Regions from separate parts of the Mus musculus genome. Here all the other regions are linked to region 3. The links are chromatin contacts, called in public ChIA-PET and HiChIP or PLAC-seq maps. All regions are on one chromosome and are shown on one strand. Each heading gives the region's core, a stretch centred on a gene start, on an enhancer-like site or on the middle of the called end of the contact. The rest is flanking DNA. Distances are from core to core; before and after follow the strand shown.

What was found. ChIA-PET counts read pairs in DNA pulled down with a chosen protein or histone mark. HiChIP or PLAC-seq counts read pairs in DNA pulled down with a chosen protein or histone mark.
Region 1: an RNA polymerase II ChIA-PET map of memory CD8 T cells shows a contact between it and region 3, with 7 read pairs. The contact joins the enhancer-like site here to the promoter of Vps13b in region 3. A contact is called at or near these places in 13 of 39 promoter capture datasets (the 3T3-L1 cell line, 3T3-L1-derived adipocytes, the HPC-7 cell line and 9 more), 1 of 484 Hi-C or Micro-C datasets (embryonic fibroblasts), 10 of 115 datasets of contacts at active chromatin or transcription factors (the 230-238 cell line, the SCID.adh cell line, VIP interneurons and 5 more) and 3 of 9 other capture datasets (adipose tissue, liver and pancreatic islet).
Region 2: an H3K4me3 HiChIP or PLAC-seq map of the SCID.adh cell line shows a contact between it and region 3, with 11 read pairs. The contact joins the enhancer-like site here to the promoter of Vps13b in region 3. A contact is called at or near these places in 1 of 39 promoter capture datasets (HPC-7-derived erythroid cells) and 4 of 115 datasets of contacts at active chromatin or transcription factors (the SCID.adh cell line, bone marrow-derived macrophages and embryonic stem cells).

Annotation. Positions count from the first base shown.
Region 1 is chr15:35,528,209-35,531,098 of GRCm38.p6, forward strand. All of the region lies in intron 17 of Vps13b (vacuolar protein sorting 13B), which reads left to right. Among named protein-coding and RNA genes, the nearest start is that of Gm24771, 42 kb to the left of the region's middle. Within about 2 kb of position 1,368, at least 18 of the 459 cell types and tissues checked have an H3K27ac peak or open chromatin away from gene starts, as enhancers often do. A contact at or near this core is called in memory CD8 T cells, where this site is marked.
Region 2 is chr15:35,133,908-35,137,061 of GRCm38.p6, forward strand. The region is part of intron 1 of Stk3 (serine/threonine kinase 3); the gene reads right to left. Among named protein-coding and RNA genes, the nearest start is that of Stk3, 20 kb to the right of the region's middle. Within about 2 kb of position 1,779, at least 14 of the 459 cell types and tissues checked have an H3K27ac peak or open chromatin away from gene starts, as enhancers often do. A contact at or near this core is called in the SCID.adh cell line, where this site is marked.
Region 3 is chr15:35,369,604-35,372,721 of GRCm38.p6, forward strand. It overlaps Vps13b (vacuolar protein sorting 13B), which reads left to right and starts at 1,515. Exons shown (of 62, transcript NM_177151.4): 1 at 1,515-2,174; 2 at 2,330-2,504. The coding sequence starts at 2,358. LOC115488525 (a long non-coding RNA gene) reads right to left here. Exons shown (of 2, transcript XR_003951638.1): 1 at 3,092-3,118; 2 at 625-2,557.

The DNA of each region.
Region 1 (2,890 bases), core at 118-2,617, 160 kb after region 3:
TGTGTGTATAGTATAGGTGTTTTTGCTTGCATATATGTCTGTGTACCATGTATGTTCCTGGTGCTCTCAGATGTCACAGGGACTCTCAGATGCCCTAGAATTTGAGTTGTAGATGGTTGTGAGCTGCCATGTGCATGTTGGAAATTAATCCCAGGTCCTCTGAAACAGCAGCCAGTTCTCTTAAGTGCTGAGCCATCTCTCCAGCCCCCTTATCTATATAAGTTTTAATATTGGATATAAGAATTTTAATTCTGTATTGCTTCTCTAATATAACTTTAATGAAAAGAGCATGTTTTCACAAACTAACTTTAAAAATAATGTTTTTAAAAATTATATGTAGGGGTATATATATGCACATGTGCGTAGGTGCCTAAGAAGACCAGAGGCATTGGATCCCTTGGAGCTGGAATTATAGGTGGTTGTATGCTGCCTGATGTGGGTGTTAGAAACCAAACTTGGTTCCTTAGCCAGAAACAGTACTGCTGTACCATTTCTACATCCCTACATCACATTTTTTGTTCTTACAATTGTATATAAATGGGAGTGCAAAGAATTTCAGATAAAATCAGGTGTCGATAGTTTAGCTATCTGGTTTCTTCAGGGGCAGCCCGTCTTTGTCTGTTCCAGCTTCCAGAAGCATGAGCTGTTCTTGGTTTGTGGTCACCTTCCCTGGCTTCAGAGCATCAGTATCATGCTTTTTTGCCAGTGCTTCTGACTTCATGTCTCCTTTTCTCTTCCTTTATGTTTCCCTTTTGTCTCTTAAGGATTTGTCCCATCATATTGGCTTTACCTGAGTAACCTAAGGTCATCTCCCCACTGCATGCAGATCAACTCATTTGGATCTTTTATGTTCTCTCTGTCTCTGTCTGTCTCCCAACTCCCTGTCTCACAAGTAGTACGATATTATTGTCCTTGCTACTCAGGATCTATTTTTTAGGGCCAATACTATCTGTTCTTCCTTTCTCCTTAGTAACTCTTTATCCAGTGTAAGCATATTAAGACTATATAGTGTTACATGATAGAAATACATATCTTGAGATTTTTCTTTTTTAAAACTTTAATAGAATTTGTGTGACTAGTTTTATTCTTGATTCTTTAGTATTTCCTGTACATATTTTGAAAAACATAGAAATTCTAAATGTATGCTTTAATTTTGTAATGATTCTTTTAGTGTTCTTTCCTCATTCAATGTCTGTTTAGTCTCCAGTCCTAACTGAAGATTTCTTGAAATTCCTTTTTGTTTTGTTTTTGTTTTTGTTTTTTCTTTTCTTGCACTCTGTTTCTCAGATGAGTGTTTCCTTTCTTGACCCACTCTGCGCTCTTGCGGTTTGACATTCTACATTCAGCATTCTAGCACAGGAAGTCATCTGCTTGCCTAAAGAAATCTTGGTTTCTTTCTTTTACCTTTTGTCCTAGCTTCATTTCTGTTGCTGTGGTAAAACACCCTGAAAGGCCATCCCTTCTCCTAAAAGCACCACCTTTAGAGAAGAAAGGTTTGCATATGGATTACAGTTCCAGATAATAGTTTATTCAAGGCAGGAACTTGAAAGCATTGTGCCTGCAGCCTTTCTTTGTTGCTTGTGTTCAGCTAACTTTTTTTACTCTTATATAGTCTAGGCCACCAGCTGGGAATGGAGCTACCCACAGAGTCCTGGATCTTCCTTTCCCTATTTCCAGATACTCCCACAAGCCAACCTGTTCTAGATAATTGCTCATTATGACTCTCTTCTTAGGTGATTCTGCCTCATGCTAAGTCGACAGTTAAAAAGTAACCAGAATATAATTATATGTGACTGATAATTTGGCTGGGTATAGATTTTTAGATTGATATTTGTTTTTCTTTAGAATTTCACATTGCTTAGTTTCCTTCTTGCTCACTTATCAGACCTGTTTAAGATGGTCGATGTCATTTTTGTTGCCTTTGCATATTGCGTCATTTTTATTACGTGTCTAGTGCTGTCTTTGTTTTGGTGTTAACTCAGAAGGTTTTTTGCAGAGCTTCTTTTATAACACGAACACTAGCTGGAATAAATACATATTCATTTTTATTTAAAGGACTTACCTATCTGTTCTACTTTTTTGGGAAATATTCTTGAGTTATTTCTTAGGTGATTTTCGCCCCCTACTATTACTAGTATTGAGGGTTGAACCTCAGTCCCCATATATATCCCAAGCAGGAGCTGTTTCCAATGAATGATCTCTGTAGAACTCTATTTTTGCCTGCAACAGGCATTATCTTCATTAGGACAGCTGTGATCACTTACAAGGCACACCTTGTACGATTCTTACACTTTTAAATGAATTGTTATAGACTGAAAATCTTTAAAGTTTGAGAGAAACATTGGAGGGTGCTAGTTTTATGTACCTTTTTTATGAAAATGGATTAAGGTAAATTATGTACTAATTATAACATCTTGCAAAGCCCAGCAGTGTTGACTATATGGAAGAGCTTGACATCCTATGTGTGTATGTATATGTGCTTTTTTGTGGGGTTCAGAAGAGAATATTGAATACTGTAGTATTTCACTGTCTACTCTATTCCTTTGAAATAGGATTTCTCACTGAACCTGAAGGTAGGGTTGAACCCAGAACGTTTCATAGGTTCTCCCTTCACCCAAACCTACAATATTAGTATGGACCTGCGGCCACAGCGCAGTGCATTATTTGGGTGTCTGATTCTCAAGTTTTATAGCTGACCCTTTTACCCAGTGACCCATATCTTAAGCTTCATTTAGCCCTTCTAATAAGGAAAAATATGGTTTAGATTTTGCCTCTTCCTTATCCATTTTGCCAAATCTGTATTACTCCAAGCCTTTGTGTAAAATGAGAACAGTAATAGTTTTCTTATTTTTATGTGTGATAAATAAATTAGGCACAATTAAGTGTTCAG
Region 2 (3,154 bases), core at 529-3,028, 240 kb before region 3:
AAATAAGATGTAAATTAAAAAGGAAGATAAGTGCATTAGGCAGACCTGGCAAGTGGCTCTGTAGGGAAAGATAGCTGCAGCCAGGTCTGATGACATTAGTGCAATCTCCCAGAACCCACAATCAGAAGAGAGAACCGAGTGCTGCAGGTTGTCCTAAGGTCTCCATTTATATGTTGTACAAGCATGAGCACATGCAAACACATGCACACACACACACACACACACACACACAATCAATCAATCAATAAATAAATAAAATGAAATTTAAAATTAAAGAAAGCACTTTGGAATGTAATTACTAGGCACTTTCTGGCACTGTACTACTGCAGTGAGAAGTGGTTTTACTTCTCATTTATACTTACTGAATATTTATAGTCTTTCAGGTAATTACTCGGGAATTAGACCAGAAAACTAAAGCTTATGTGATTTACTCAATTACCTTGGGAATAAATGCAAAAGAGAATCAAACCAAAGTCTCTCTAACGTATAATAGTGTTAGGAAACTATTAAATAAAATGCAAACAATAATTTTATTAATTCTGGCATGAAGTGAGAGATGTTTCTTAAGGATATCCATTTATAAATATTCACAAAAGAGTCTATCATCAGATCCACTTGAGCAAGTTTAAGTGACTTGGTGTGTTGTGTTTTGACCTCGGTGCTGAGTACTGAAGGAACTTAGGCAAGCTCTGAAGTTGCAACAAGGCCAGGATATACTAGAGATAACCAGATGTCGGGAGGCAAGCGTAAGAACATAAGCAACAGAAAGCAAGGGTACTTGGCGTCATCAGAACCCAATTCTCCCACCATAGCAAGTCCTGGATACCCCAACACACCAGAAAAGCAAGATTCAGATCTAAAATCACTTCTCATGATGATAATAGAGGGCTTTAAGAAGGACATAAATAACTCCAGTAAAGAAATACAGAAGAGCACAGGTAAACAACTAGAGGCCCTTAAAGAGGAAACACAAAAACCAAACCAAACAAATGAAAGTATTCTACAAAGTACCCAAATCATGAGTCACTGCCACACACTCCTCCGTGCTATCTGTTTATAAAGAGCATGAAGTAGAGAATAAGAGAATGTAGTGACACAGGTCTTAAAACACGTGATCCAGCAGCCACACTACTGAGCATGTACACAAGGAAAACAAAGCCAGTGCTCTGCGCTCTCATTCCTTATATCACTATGTACAATCACCAATACACAGAAATAACCTAACTAGTAAACACATAAAGAAAGGTAATGTCACTCTAAAGACAATGCCATTTCACCATGGAGAAGCATGAAATCTGCCATGTGCACGAAGAGGGATGAAACTGGACACCACTAGGAACTGAAAGGGTCAATGTAGGGGAGGGGACCGTGACAGAAAACTTGGTAAGGTCGACTGGATTCAGAAACCCCGGCACCCACCTGAGGACAGTAGGTGTTTCATCTACTACAGAAAAACCTACTCAAGATTCCTGGCCTGGAACATGTGACCATGACTCCTCACATAAAGAACTGGCAACTGGTCACATAGCACAGAACACAAGAGTTCTCCATGCTAATGAGGTATCTAGATGGGCCCTGAGGGTTTAGCCAAAAGCCTCCCTTCCTGAACATTCCTTCCTCAAAAGGTATTTAATCTCTGGTCCACCCTAATGAAACTGTATTCTACACAATGAACAATCAATAAACAGTTTGGAACCAAGGACTGTCTCTCTCATCAAGAACCGACGTGGGGGAAAGCCTTCACCATATAGAGCCACTTAGGCACTCTGTCTGGACTCCTCCCCAACAGTTAACTGGCAACAGCCAGGTTTGCTCCGCCCCACAGTTAGCAACAACCAGGTAGGCCTGGCCCACTATAAAAGGGGCTGCTTGCCCCTTCTCCTCTCTTACTCTCTTGTTCTCTTACTCTCTTGCCCCTTGCTCCCCCACTCTCCCCACCCTAATCCCCCCTCTCTCCACATAGTCATGGCCAGCCTCTACTTCTCGACTCTCTCCTTCTCTCTGCCTTTCTCTGCCCCTACTACTCTCTTAACTCCCCTCCCCATGCCCTAAATAAACTCTATTCTATACTATACAGTCTTGTGGCTGGTTCCTCAGGGGAAGAGATGCCTAGGCATGGACCCACAGAGACATTCCCTTCCCCCATACCTCACCACATCATCTTAGAACATATCTTAATTGCGCTTTATCTTTTTACAATCACAACATTGCTTAAGTATCCTGCAGAAGGCCCCTCTGCGCTCCCAGACACTCTCCACGAAGCAAAGCTGGAGTCCCCCCACAACCCCATCCCCACCAGGACTCCTCTTCACCAGCCTGCACCCCCTTTCCCGATTCCTTGAACTTCCAAGCAGCGTCTGGGTGTCCAGGAGTTAAGAAACATCAGCTTTGGCCTCAGCCTACATAGTTTCTCACCCAGGCTAGGGGTCCCCAATGTAGGCTGTGTTCTCCCACCCCTGAGCAGTGCACTGGCACTTCCTGCAAGTCCAACACCTGATGTCAGTGTAGGGTGAAATGCAGACTAGCTCCCTGAGTTCCCTCTGCCCAAGCGGAGTTCACACACCACAGCAGCAAGACAACACAAAACCACATCTGGCGCCAAGCAAAGGCAAACCCAGCTAACGCTTACCATAGCTGGCAACCCACACAGACCCACATCATAACTCCCGATTAAGCAAAGATGGTGAGTAACCCCTGGCACTAGCCCACAAGACTCAGGCCTTCCCACTCTAAAGACAAGACACTCCAAATGGACAAGTAACAAAAACTCCGATCCCAACCCCCCACCTAGGCTCTCCCTACAAAGTGCCACCAAGTCCCTATGCTTCTCTTCCGGCTCTACTTTTAGGGTTTACAAAAAACAACACCCTGCCTTCTAAAAATACCAAGAAAAACCACTAGGGGCCGAGGGGAGGGGGGCCTGCCTTCTAGGACAAATGGCCAACAGCCTTAGCATGGCAGAGCAGGCTCCAACCCCTCCACTTAGGTGAAAAGAGCCCAGGAAGCAAACACAATGGATGAGGTCTTGTTGCTGAGAATTCGAAAAAAAAAATGCACACCTGAAAACCTTAACCCAAAAATTCTCATGTTTCGTTGTTTAAATGCTTGTTCTTCTCCCTAGCAGGAACACCTGAAACAATGTCCATGCCTCTTA
Region 3 (3,118 bases), core at 265-2,764:
GTATATTTAATGGTGAGAAAGTTTCTGCTAAGCAGCCTGTTCTGAGCTAGATTGAGACCTACTTCTGTAGATTTACTGTCTACCCAATTTGCCTCATGGTCTTTCAGAAGAGACTTCAAAAATATATTGTGTTTATGTATATTGCCTTAGAAAAGATGTGAGAGGTTTGGAGAGATGGCTCAGTGGTTAAGAGCATTGACTGCTCTTCTGAAGGTCCTGAGTTCAAATCCCAGCAACCACATGGTGGCTCACAACCATCCATAATGAGACCTGCTGCCCTCTTCAGGGGTGTCTGAAGATAGCTACAGTGTACTTACATATAATAAATAAATAAATCTTAAAAAAGATGTGAGAACAGAGGATCTTTGGAGAAGCCTACTCATTTGACAAACAATAATAATACAAATGAATTAAACTTACTTTGATTATAGAACAACACTCATGGGTTGAAAATGATTAACTTTTAGTAAACAAACAAATTGTATCCAGATAATGTTTTTAGGCTAGGGATTTGGCACCTTTTTTCTGGATATAAAAGAAAAACTTCATGTTTAGCACTCTATATATTATTTTAAGCATCTGAGTAACATCCTGATAGTGTTTTATTAGATTGTCACACATGTATAGATTTATGGGAATTTTAATATTAAAACTTCTCAGCCATGGATTCAACCTAGTTGCTGTTCAAGTATTTTGGGTAACAAGAAAAATGTTTATTTTGCTAATTAGGCTTTCATAACATTCACATTACATGGTCATTTATTAAGGCTTTTGAGGAAGCAGCTGCTGTGAATTAGCAATTGCTTGCTGTTTTTTCTGCCTGCGAAATCTAATTCATTATTTTCACTATTAAAATGAACTTTGGCAGTCTCACGAATACCATTTTCTATAGCAATCTCCAATTCTCTCAAGAAATAGTATTTTTTTTTAATTTCAAAAGTTTTATGAGTGGGCATTGAATAACCTATAAAGGAAAACTATTTTCAAGACACTATGTTTTCTTCAAAAGTTACCTAAAATTAAGAGAGGCTGGTTTAAAAAAAAAAAAAAGGCAGCATATCCCATGCTATTTCTATCCACTCAGTCTATTATCTTCTAAGGTAGATGTTTGAGTTATTGCTGTTAGCCCACAAGTTACCACTACTAACATCTATACATCTATTTCATCGTAACATAATCCACACTGTCCTTACCACTTATTTCACTTTTGGCTCAGGACTCTTATTTTCACATTCTCTCAGCTTTTTGGGGACCTCCATATTAGACGGTAGGCCAGTCCTCTCCATTCCATGCACCCTATGCACACTAACTAGGGGCTATTTCACCTCTGCTTTGAGAACGAGATTATGTACAGTATGGTTTAAGCTCACTCTTTTAAGCTGTTCACCCCTGATCTCAACTGTGTACCCACGTCCACTTTCCCGGCCTTGCAAAAAAACTTCAGCAGTAAATTTAAATCTTCCGCCTTTCTTAGCTCCTCCCACCTGTCTTTGACCTCCACCCTACCGAATCCCAGTTCCTCTTTCCAGTTCTTCCAGTAGCCACGGAAAACAACCGTTTCTCAATTTTCTGGGCTTGAAGAACGAAGGCTACTTCTCCCGCCTCCACGGCACCCTGCGTTCCTGCCGCCTCCGACTACTAAGCCTCTTGGGCAGTATTGGGTCACGTCCCGGCCATCGCCGTGTCCCTGCAGCGCCACTTCCGGATCGCCGGTGCTTCCACTTTACCGGTCCGCATCCCGCACCGAGCTCTTCGTAGAGTTAATTCCTAACCCAGAGCGGTGGCAGCGGGGATCCCGGCCTAGCCAAGCCGGAGTCGTCCCAGGCAGGCAGACGCGCGGGGTCCTTGTCCCCACCGCGGAAACCTGACGGACGGCGAAGCCCGCACACCCGGAAGTGGCGCGGAACGCGTGAGGCGTTTCCGCGGCGGACGCCAGGTACCCGGAGGAAGAGCGCACGCCGCCGCTCTGTGGCGTGTTTACCTTGGAGCGGGTGCGGCGGCGGCGGCAGCAGCGGGCCTGACGCCAGCTCGGTCCTATGGCCGGAGATCCGCCTGCGTTCCGGGAGTCGACCGCCTCTGGCTGGGCTGCGCTAGGGTAGGAGTGAAGCAGGACGTGCTGTCCTCCCACGCCCGGGGGCCGGCCGCCTCCAGCCTCTCTGCCTACTCCTCGTCAGGTGAGGCGCTCAGTTAGCGGGGAGCTCGCGCCCGGACCCGGAGGGCGGGCGGGCGATCCGGGAGAGCGGCCTTGCCAAGCTTCCTGAGAAGTGCATTTCCAGTTGCTGCCTGTCGATTCAGTTACTTACAAAATTTCCGTCTTTACCCTTTTCAGGATCTGACTTCGACGCTTAAATTTGAAGATGCTGGAGTCGTACGTAACTCCAATTTTAATGAGTTATGTGAATCGCTATATCAAGAACTTAAAACCTTCAGATCTCCAGCTTTCACTATGGGGTGGGGACGTGGTTCTCAGCAAACTCGAGTTAAAGTTGGACGTTCTGGAACAGGTAAGCAGTACAGCTGCCATCGGAACATCTTCGTCTTGATAGACATAGCCTGTCTAGTATGTTTTGAATGATAATAAATTTCCTGTTAGCGTGTTTTGCCTACTGTGTAGTTAGAGACTTCATTTTATAGAAAACAAACAAACAAACAAACAAACAAATACAAGGCTTTTTGCCTCGTAAGGGCTTATTCTGTTAGGATTCCCCAACATTTTTTCAGCCGATAGAAATTTCAGCTTGTTTACTCAGTTCTCAAGCACTGCCAAATATGCACACTCTTACAATGTCATATGAAACGGGGAAACATTACATGCTTGTTCTTCTTTTGGGTCAGTGGGCGAGTGTGAAAAACAGCAAGAGCACGCACATGTAAAGTTCTGTTCCTTTTACCAGGAGAAATGACATCACTCATGGATCCTCAGATTGACTAGACACAGGTTGAGAATGATGGTAAAACTGGAAACATCTTTACTAATCACTTTTTAAGGTTTTTTCTTTTTTTTTTTTTTTTTTTTTTTTGGTTTGGCATTGGAATGATCTGATGCAAATAACTCTGACTTCAAAGTTCACATACTCAATAATTCACTTACCACATTTATCAATGACATATGCCAAGT